Regions from separate parts of the Drosophila melanogaster genome. Here regions 1 and 3 are each linked to region 2. A link is a contact called in public Hi-C and HiChIP or PLAC-seq data. All regions are on one chromosome and are shown on one strand. Each heading gives the region's core, a stretch centred on a gene start, on an enhancer-like site or on the middle of the called end of the contact. The rest is flanking DNA. Distances are from core to core; before and after follow the strand shown. Region 1 holds the start of CG14810. Region 2 overlaps Mur2B (Mucin related 2B). Region 3 overlaps inc (insomniac).

Region 1 (3,248 bases), core at 455-2,954, 170 kb before region 2:
CCAATGCGGTGCAAAAGAAGACTGTGTTCTTTTCGCGATTCGACCGCACCGCTCGCGCCGAAGAGGACCTAACCCGTCAATTGGCCAGCGTGTCCTTAAAACCAAAACAGCCTGTGGCTTCCACCTCGAATGAGCAGTTTTTTGCCAGCAACCTGCATTACTATCCCCATCTGCCCCAGCCAACTGCGGTGGGCCACTACCAGACCTATGCCGAAATCAAGAGCCTCTGGTTGAAGGGTCATTTCTCCCAAGCTTGTAACCCCACCTCGCGGTCGATGCAACCGCCTCGTCGTATTTCTATCACCAACGAGTTCCCGGATGATCAACCGAAGCCAGCTCCCAAACGCCGCTACTCGCTTGTCCGCCGCAACTCGATTAACCTCCCAATTGGGTCCAATTTTGCTATGCCCGTGCTGATGGAGGAGGAGAAGGAGGAGGATGAAGTGAAGGATCTAAATGAGAACAGCGGCTCCACCAAGCCAGCTACATCGACCTCGAAAGGCGCAATCCCGAAGCAGCCCAAGAAGTTCGCCTTAACCTTCTAGAAATGCTGTGACTAATAAATCTACCTAACTGGGCGCAACGACTATTATAACTTGGTCGGGATCGGGCTTAGGGATTCATTGACGCAGTGGGGCAACTTATGTCGCAATTGTCATGTCATTTTTAATAAGGGTTTCACTGCTCGCTTGCTTCGATTGCAGAAATTTCAAATCAACGCAATTTTAGCGCTTCATAGTGTGGCACGAAAGTATGGTGTAGCTTTTACAGGGTTCTGTACCACGCTTCACGGTTTGCTCCATTCTTGATGGGCATTTAAAGCTTACGTTGTTTAAACTAGTTTTCTGTGCTTAGCTTAGTTAAGACTATACCATGAATAAAACAATTGAGGCATTAAAGCCCGCAGAGGTTGCCTTCACTGGTTGAACACGCGCTGAGGATTTCACCAAAGCTTTCAGAATTGATATTACCCCCACATTGGTCTATAGCTATTCAATTAGTTAAGACTTTTGTATGAATGAAGGCAAGGTTTGCCTTGTTGTTACATTTTGAATTTCTATTTTTAAGAAAGCCAATTCAAAACAAGAAAGCCCGTTACTTAGCTAGTGTGAATGCGATTGCGAAATTTAATCATTTTTCTGGGATAGATATTGGGTAATAAAATCAGGAAAAATTTGAAAATTGTTCCAAAGTGTGGGCGTGACCGATTTGGCAGCTTTAGGGCGTTATAGTGGGCGTAGCAAAAAGTTTTTTGGCAAATCAATAGAAATTTTTAAGAAAATGAAAATTTTCGATAATTGGTTCAAAATTAGAGTGGACGTGGCAAGTAAAGTCAACAAACTTGTGCTGCGTCCTTGTCTCTAGAATTTGTATGCTGAATCTCAACCTTTTAGCTTGAGATCTCAACTGTTCGCGATTCGCTGGCAAAGGCGTTCGTTCAATTGGTTAGAGAAGAGTCCCTGATGAATTACAATACAAAGTGACAAAGCCTTGAAAACACGAAACAATATAAACGATATGAAATGATCTTAAAATCTTGAACTTCTGACTAGGAAACAATAAGAAGCACATCTCTAATAATCTATCAAGTAGGGTTGCCACCCTATCGATAACAGTGGAGCCATTAGTAAAGGGCAAATTTAAATTCTAAGAACTCTGCTCCAGAAACTTCAACGTGATAGTCAACTTGTTTTTCTGAGCCAAAAGGATAGGTCATTACGATTGAGGACGACGACCAGTGAGTTCTATACTATATAGCTCTATATTCGACTAATTGTTTTTGTTCGTTACTTAAATAATCAAGACTGCGCTAAGTCATAATTAAGCCAAAGATGGAAAAGAATCTACCGGCATCCATTTCGGTATGTTCAAGAGTGTAATATTGGTATTTCGCGTTTTGCCTATAATTGTATTCCCTTGAAGAAGAACAAGAGATTCGAATCGACGATGATGAGTTCTCCCGTGCCAAGTTTTGCCAAGTCCAATGGGATGAAAAAGAAGACTACGACCTTTTCACGATTCATCCGCACCGATCGTGCCGCAGGGGGCTTGACCAATGGGGTGAAAAAGAAGACTGTATCCGTTTCGCGATTCAGCCGCGTCCATCGTGTCGCAGAGGACCTGACCCGTGAATTGGCCGGCATGTCGTTGAAAAAACAGGCTGTGCAACCGCGTCGTCGTTATTCTTTCACCAATGAGTTCCCGGATGATCCACCAAAGCCAGCTCCCAACCGTCGCTGCTCGCTTGTCCGCCGCAACTCAATTAACCTCCCAATTGAGTCCAATTTTGATATGTCCGTGCTGATGGATGATGATGATGAGGAGGAGGAGGATGATGAGATGATGATGGCGAAGGAGGAGGATGATGAGATGATGATGGCGAAGGAGGAGGAGGATGAAGTACAGGATCTAAATATGACCAGTGGCTCCATCAACCCAGCTACATCGACCTCGAAAGGCGCCATCCCGAAGCCGCCCAAAAATTTCGGCTTTACCTTCTAGAAATGCAAGGACTAATAAATCAAGCTAGCTGAGCGCTACGACTATTATAACTATTCATTGACTCATTGGGGCGACTTATGCAATTGGGTATATGGTTATCTACAACTCGGATCGGCTCGTATGACTCATGATCACGTAGAGGTGCTTCTGTTCAGGTTGAACCAATATCGGAAAATGCGGTCTTATAGCACGAACCTCGAACATGACGCAATTATCCACATGGATGGCTGTTTGCAATTAATTTATCTATTGGCTTTATATTCTGTGAAATTGTCATGTAATTTTTAATAAGGGTTTCACTGCTCGCTTGTTTCGATTACAAAAATTTCCAATCAACGCAATTTTAGGGCCTCATAGTCTGGCACAAAAGTATGGTGTAGCTTTTAGCAAGGTTCCGCACCAGGGTTGAGTATTTGCTTCTTTCTTAATGGGCATTTAAAGCTCACGTTGTTTAAACTAGTTTGTTGTGCTTAGCTTAGTTAGGTCTATACCATGAATAGAATAAAAAAAAACAAGAAAAACAAAAGACGCGTATACTAGATTCGTTGATAAGTATGTAACAGGCAGAAGGAAGTATTTCCGACTATATAAAGTATATATATTCTTGATCAGGATCAATAGCCGAGTCGATCTAGCCATGTCTGTCTGTCCCTATAAACGTAGAGATCTTAAAAACTATAAAAGCTAGAAGGTTAAGATTCAGCATACAAATTCTAGAGGCTAGTTTGTTGACCTATGTTGCCACG
Region 2 (3,204 bases), core at 8-2,507:
ATGTATTATGTATTTATGTATACTCGTGTGTGGTTTCCTAGGAGCAACGCTCTTAGTTGTAGATAAGTAAAAAAAAAAATCGTATTACACACTCGTTCACTTAGGGCTAGGTTTACATTGTTGTGGTTTTTACATTGACCTTGCTACTCATTTGATGAATATTTAGTGGCTGCTAAATGTACACATATGTTTATGTATATATATATATCGTATCTTACAATCATATCAAAAAAACAAAAAAAAATATATATATATGCATTGGTTTTTTTTTTTTGTTGTTTTTCTGTTCATGAGTGTGCAGTGGTGAGGAAGATAGAATAGTTATATGTATGCTGTACAAATATACCGGGAAATGTTGCACATTGGTTGAGTGACTTCGATTCAGTGTGATCCCCGGCTGCATCGATACGGGGATCGGTTCCTTTCGGCCCCGATCGAATGTGATCTGATTGGACAGGATCGGATTCACATTCAGATTCAGAGCCGGGGTGACGATGGGTGATGACATTCAGCGCATTTATTGGGTAATACTCAGGGGCGTGTGTGGGGTGGGCATGAGCATGAGCATGAGGATGGACATGTGGCATGTGGCATGTGGCATGGTTAACAGTCTTCTATCCTGTGCTCCAGGCTCCAAGCGTTGGAGCGCTGCTTCTCCTAATCTAGTGTTTAGTGACAAACTCTATTCGCATCCCAATTTGGGATGGTCAAAAAAAATCCTTATATGTATACGAGTACGATTCCAACGCGATCTGAATGAGTGTGCGTGTGTGTGTGTGTGTGTGTGTGTGTGTCGGTGTGTCCATTATGCTTGTATATAGCTACATATACATATATAGCTTTATCGTAAAAGACCTTTGTTTTTGCTTGCTTTATAATCAAGTCGTAAATAATCACAGTTTTTCCATTTGCCTAAAAATGTTTTTGTCTTCCTTTCCTCTCCTAGCTTGCGCTTTCATCATTGCTTTATCTCGATGTTCGCCATTGTATTTTAGTTTTCTTTCGTTTTTTTTTCTGGCCGAAAAAGTCTTTGAATTTTCCGTTCTGTGAGATCCGAAATTGAAATGTCTACGTGGTAGTAGTATAGTCCTAATCTCCCTCTGCTCCTTTTTCGTTCGGTCGGTTCTTCTCCTTCTCCTCCTCCTTGTTCTCCTCCTCGCTTCCTCCTCCTCGCTTCCTCCTCCTCGTCCTTCTCCTCCTTTGTGTGTGTGTGTGTGCCTTTGTGTGCGCGTGTGCGTGTGTCTGTTGCCCGATCATCATTCGTAGCATACTTTCTGGCGCCTTGCTTATTGGTCTAGTAAATTCATGCGTTCATATGGATGCTGGTGCGGATGGGGATGCGGGTGCTGGTGCGTCAGCTGGTGGGGATGCTGGTGGGACATCGGATGCTGATGTGCTAGGTGGTGTGGCAGGTGGTGCTGCAGGGCGGCGGCGGCTGAGAATCCACCGCCCCCGGCCGCGTGCTCCAGCTGGGTGAGATCGACAGTGGGCGTGCCACTCGGCCCCTGCACTCCTCCGTACTCCTGTCCGCCTCCGTTGATTGACTCCGGCCCAGCTCCCACTCCACCTGGGCCTCCTCCCGATCCACCCGCCGCAGCTGCTGCCGCTGCAGCCGCCGCTGCCGCCGCGGAGTTGTTGAGCGCCACGTGGAACAGCTGCTGCAAGAGTTGCTGCTGATCTTATAAGAAGTCCATGCACGGTTTGACAATGCCCGGCGACGACTGTTGCTGCTGCTGCTGGTGCGCCGCCGCCAGCTGGAGCGTGGAGCTGGCCGTACCCCCGGCCACGGCAGCGGCGCCAACGATCGGAGAGAGAAGCAGTTCGGCCGCCGCGGCAGCTGCGGCTGCAGCAGCAGCCACTGCATTGCCCCCGGCCCCGCCTACCGATCCACCGCCCACATTAACGCTATTGTTGGCCGCCGCTGCTGCTGCGCTCAACGAACTGAGCGACTGATGCAGCCGACTGCCCGGACTGCCCGCTTGGCTAACCCCGGCGCCGTGGTGGAAATACGAGTGGTGGTTCTTCTGGCGGCGATGATAGATGCTCTTGTGGTTGTTCAGCGAGTTCAGCGTGCGGAAGACCTTGTGGCACAGGTTGCAAACGGCGTTGTTCAGCGGCTGCAGGTGCTGCTGCTCCTTGTGGCGTTTCAGCGTGAGCTTGGTGCTCAACAGTTTGCCGCACACGTCGCACCGGTGGCAGGCGTTGAGGGGCAGGGGCAGGAGGAGTCTATTGGCCTGGGCCACGTCCTGGGCGCGCACTGATGACAGCAGGCTGCCGCCGGGTCCTCCCGGTCCGCCAGCGCCGCCTCCGCGTCCACCCGCTCCGCTGGCCGAGGAAACGGCCCCCGAGGGGGAGAGCGAGGCGCGTCTGTGGTGCAACAGGTGATGGTGCTCCATGGGCGATCCGGCGCGTGCCAAGGCATGGGCGTGGGCGGCATGAGCATGGGCGTGAGCGTGGTGGGCGGCAGCGGCGCTCAGCTCGTGGTGGGTCGCGTGCAGCTGGTGGTGGCTGGGCAACAGCGACAATGGGTGCTGGCCGAAATGTGAGTGGTGCGACGGCGGCGGCGGTGGTGGTGAGCCGGTGCCGCCTGGCCTCTCCAAGTCGCGCTCATGGTCGAGCGAGCGTTCCCGCTCGCGCTCCCGCTCCCGTTCGCGTTCTCTTTCGCGCTCCCTCTCGCGCTTGTGGTAGGCGGCGGTGGGCGAGGGCGTGGCACTGTGCCCGCCGGCGTCTGGCATTCCTTGGGAGGATCGGGAGAGGCTGCGCTCACTACCCGCTGCAATGTGCAGGTCGCTGGACTTGCAGCTCCCGCCGCCCGATTTCGGTTGTTCCTGCTTCAGTTGTGGACTGTTGGTATGTGGTGTGGAATGATGTTGTTGTTGGAGGAGTTGGTGTGGTGATGACTGTTGTTCTACTTTTTGTTGTTGATTGTTGCTGTTGTTGTTGTTGTTGTTGCTACTACTATTACTAGGGGTGCCACCACTACCGCCGGGCACAATGACGCCACTGAGTAGGCTGCCGGTGCTGCCACCTAAACGGTCATTTAGAAAGGAAGAGAAGAAAAAAAGAGACAATAGTGACTTTTCTGTATATTTGACTTTGTTGTTATTTGTTTGGTTGGTTTGTTTGTTTGTTTGTTTGTTTGTTTGGTTTGGGTTGTTTCTTGTTGTTTAGTTGTGTGTAGTTGTAGTAGTAGTAGTAGTAATA
Region 3 (3,347 bases), core at 254-2,753, 130 kb after region 2:
TAACTTATTTAGTTCTTTTACAGCGGTGCGGAAAGCATCAGGGTTGGCTGTATAGATTCTGGATACACCAAATCTAGAGGTGCGGATGTAGTAGTTTGAGGAGCCAATACTCAGATTAAGAGCCCGTTCCAAGGTGACCGGATCACTTACACTTGGTACGCATATGGCTGGGGGTTTGCTATATTTAGCGGATTGTCCACCACCATCTCGGGCAGCAGAGTCTTCAATGTCAGAATCAGCATCCGACACGTCTTGCTCCATATTCTCCGCTTCAGCAGACAAAAGCGCGAAGCGATTGTTATTTAATGCTGCTGCAGTGGAGGTAGAGGCCTCCTCATTGAGTGGCATAGTGGCCTGCCTTTTAGTTTTACGGCTTGGAGAAGGGGTGAGGATAGGTAATGGGGGCTGAGACACGCCTTTTCGTTTCCTGTTGACAGTACGATCATGTGCTTGAAAGGGGCATTTCGCTTTAGATGGCTTATTGGGCAGTGATGACAGAGGTGTCGGCAGTCCATTGTCATAAGGCGTAGTTGGGCAAATGCTAGTGGTCACGGTTGTGCAATCAGTGTATGTAGGAGTACAGATCATGTTGGCCTGTACGTTAGAAATAGTGCAGGTAACACTTGCATTGGTGTTGCTGCTGATTGTCACCATTAAGCTGGAGACCGTAGATTGAGTTGGCATACCTTCCAGGTTAGGGGAAACAACTGCACAGCTGGCGCGGAGTTGGGAGCGTAATTCTCCTGGCTCAACACCTGCTACTTTCCTCATTTTCTCAAATTTATCGCACCCATTGCTAGGTCGCGATTGAGCAAATGAATTCTCCATTATATCAATTGTCTTTATACTTATGCCGTATAATGCAATTGATATTTACTAAACACGATAAGATTTACCGGTTTACTTGTAAGGTAAATTGTAACAACCTCCCGCTTGCGCAGCGCGCAGGGCGAGGGGCAAAAACAACACAGCTTAGAGATTGCTAGTTGCTGATAAGTTTCGCGAACCGAAGCCGTCACCGTTATGCAGTGACTAAAAATAGATTTTGTTTGTGAGATAAGCACACGATCTGCGCAAATGTTTGTGATGGATCACAATTACGTTTTTGTTTTATCCGCGACTTCTGTGAACACGTCCACTCGATTGCTCATCTCCCATGCGACTGAAAAAAAAAAAAAAAAAAAAAAAAAAAAAAAAAAAAAAAAAAAACATCATCGTAAAAAAAAAAAAAACACTTTATCACATGCAAAATTTTGTGTAGCATACTTTTGGGGGCTGCTGAACCTCCCAGACACCTGCTGGCATTTCTGTTCGCCTGGTACCACGACTCGAAATTTTACTCAATTTGGCCGAGAAAACTGGCCACGGCCGTCTTCAAAATTGCATGTTTCTCTATTCTAGACACCAGGCCAACAGAAACCGTAGCAACTGCCAGCTGACTGATCGAAGGAGGCAAAAACAGCTGATCACTTCCATGTTGCCCCCTCCATTTGCACCTTCCAATACGTCTATCCACCAATAGGAAACTAGATCAATTCAACAAAACCGTTAGTTTTGGGATAACTGGAAGCTAGAGATGAGCAAACGCGTTGATTTTTTGTACGTGTCACGAATTAGGCACGAGGTTTCAGCTAGTTCGGATGTATTTATTTGACCGTGCTGAAAACAAATGTGCACGCCCCCATCTCTAAGCAGCAGCAGAACAGACTAATTAGCTGGTTCCTTAAAGCACTTTTATTAGCTTCGAATTTGTCCAAGACTTAGGATTCTGAGCCACCAGTTTTCTCGTGGCGGCCAGCAGGATACCAGCAGGAAAGATCTAAATTTGCCCGGGGGACATGCACATTAATAACATAAATATACAATTATCATATATAAAAACTTAAACAAGAAAATTTAAGATATTAGAAGTAAAGAACGCTTTTGAAGTGTCCTTGCTGAAGTTTGGTACATTGCTTCGCACTTCCGAAGCTTTGTTCCTTTAAAGCTTATATTATCGGGCTTCGGGTTGTGCGTCCTTGATAATCCCGGGAGTATGGCTCACCACCAACACGAATCCGGAGACCACTGAACTGCTGATTGTCATACTGCTTCTGTAAAATCCTTAACCAGTTCCCGCACTTGAGCTTTTTCGGAAGGCTTTAAAGCACAAAGCGCATTCACAGGACGAAGCTGCTTGGGGATGTTTTTTAGAAAAGGGTTCCAAGTTTATTCATATATATTCATATTATTTGAGGGAGCAGCATCCAGGATCCGATCCAGCTCCAGCTCCAGCGACAGCCGGGTTCTGGGCGGGACTGAGCATCCGCGGCTGCAGAATACAGGATACAGGATACAGGGTACAAGGTACGGGGCACAGGCTGTTTAAAGTGGGTATGAGTACATCCTTATGGAGTTACAGTAGGGGTTAGGCTATGCTATCGTATTATTGTTAGAGTTAAGAGTTATCTGTACTTGTTGCCGTGTCTGTACTAACTTGCAGTGGCCTTTCTCTGTATTGCTAAGTGCCAGACACTGCGTCCGGCGTAATCGGGCGCTGCGGTTCTACTACTTGCTAGTGTAAAGGTTCTTCGTCGAAATAATCCTCGTAAGCATAAGTTATACTCTATATAATCTGCACCAGCTGTGCTCGTAAAATAAGTCAAAATGGATACAAAATGGGTACGAGTAGGTGGCGACGTTCTGGATCATCTTCAATTTTCGCTTGTTTTCTTTTTCGTGTATAAATTAGTAACTATTTAAAATTATATACATTCATGTAGTACTTATCATATTATAGATATCATGCCTGTCTGTACAAAACGTCGCCGGATAGGTTTTCATTTTCGTTAATCATTTTCTTTTTCACACATGTATATCCTCACTATAATGTATTCGCATGTATGTATTTTCTTTGAGTGCAAGTTCACATAAATTCAGTCGTGATTCAATTGATTTCCTAAAGTTGATCTTCGCCTTGCTCGTTTTCTAAAATAAAGCTCAAGGTAGTAAAACCGGGCCTACACAAAACGGACCACACGTACGCTCCTACCGCTCACCAGTTCAAGAGTACAGCAAGCAGCAGAACTACGGAGCAGAACTCTGCGACTCTACAAATTCCGGGGGACTCGGATTTCGGGTGCAGAGGGCCTGGTATTGGTATTGGTATCGGTATCGGTATCGGACACGTAAATGCAGCTCGAACCTAGTGCGGTACTGTAAGTTAGTTGGGTGCTTAACCAAGGGAATCGCGACTGCTCCAGCGAAGTGTCCGCTGCGTCGTCAGGGTCGTTATTGTAAGCACGATAAAAACTACTAAGACTAACCCTACAAACTCCCGCTAAATGTGTATATACCTAGCTTATTGA

What was found. A called contact is a pair of places that touch in the nucleus more often than the background predicts. HiChIP or PLAC-seq counts read pairs in DNA pulled down with a chosen protein or histone mark.
Region 1: a Hi-C map of the Kc167 cell line shows a contact between it and region 2, with 2.1 times the contacts expected there. The contact joins the promoter of CG14810 here to the enhancer-like site in region 2. A contact is called at or near these places in 10 of 107 Hi-C or Micro-C datasets (the Kc167 cell line, the S2 cell line, the Sg4 cell line and 2 more).
Region 3: a POLR2A S2P HiChIP or PLAC-seq map of the Kc167 cell line shows a contact between it and region 2, with 4 times the contacts expected there. The contact joins two enhancer-like sites. A contact is called at or near these places in 3 of 107 Hi-C or Micro-C datasets (the D17-c3 cell line, the Kc167 cell line and the S2 cell line) and 1 of 6 datasets of contacts at active chromatin or transcription factors (the Kc167 cell line).

Annotation. Positions count from the first base shown.
Region 1 is chrX:1,818,797-1,822,044 of dm6, reverse strand. It overlaps CG14810, which reads left to right and starts at 1,704. Exons shown (of 3, transcript NM_130585.2): 1 at 1,704-1,738; 2 at 1,805-1,862; 3 at 1,924-2,550. The coding sequence starts at 1,833. The coding sequence ends at 2,502. All of the region lies in intron 2 of prage (prage,), which reads right to left. CG14811 reads left to right here. Exons shown (of 2, transcript NM_130586.2): 2 at 1-576. The coding sequence ends at 545.
Region 2 is chrX:1,647,189-1,650,392 of dm6, reverse strand. All of the region lies in intron 2 of Mur2B (Mucin related 2B), which reads left to right. It also overlaps a transcript of br not described here. Among named protein-coding and RNA genes, the nearest start is that of dor, 16 kb to the left of the region's middle. Within about 2 kb of position 1,257, at least 7 of the 39 cell types and tissues checked have an H3K27ac peak or open chromatin away from gene starts, as enhancers often do. A contact at or near this core is called in the Kc167 cell line, where this site is marked.
Region 3 is chrX:1,515,982-1,519,328 of dm6, reverse strand. inc (insomniac) reads right to left here. Exons shown (of 7, transcript NM_001297857.1): 7 at 1,714-3,347. Among named protein-coding and RNA genes, the nearest start is that of CG14795, 4.9 kb to the right of the region's middle. Within about 2 kb of position 1,503, at least 34 of the 39 cell types and tissues checked have an H3K27ac peak or open chromatin away from gene starts, as enhancers often do. A contact at or near this core is called in the Kc167 cell line, where this site is marked.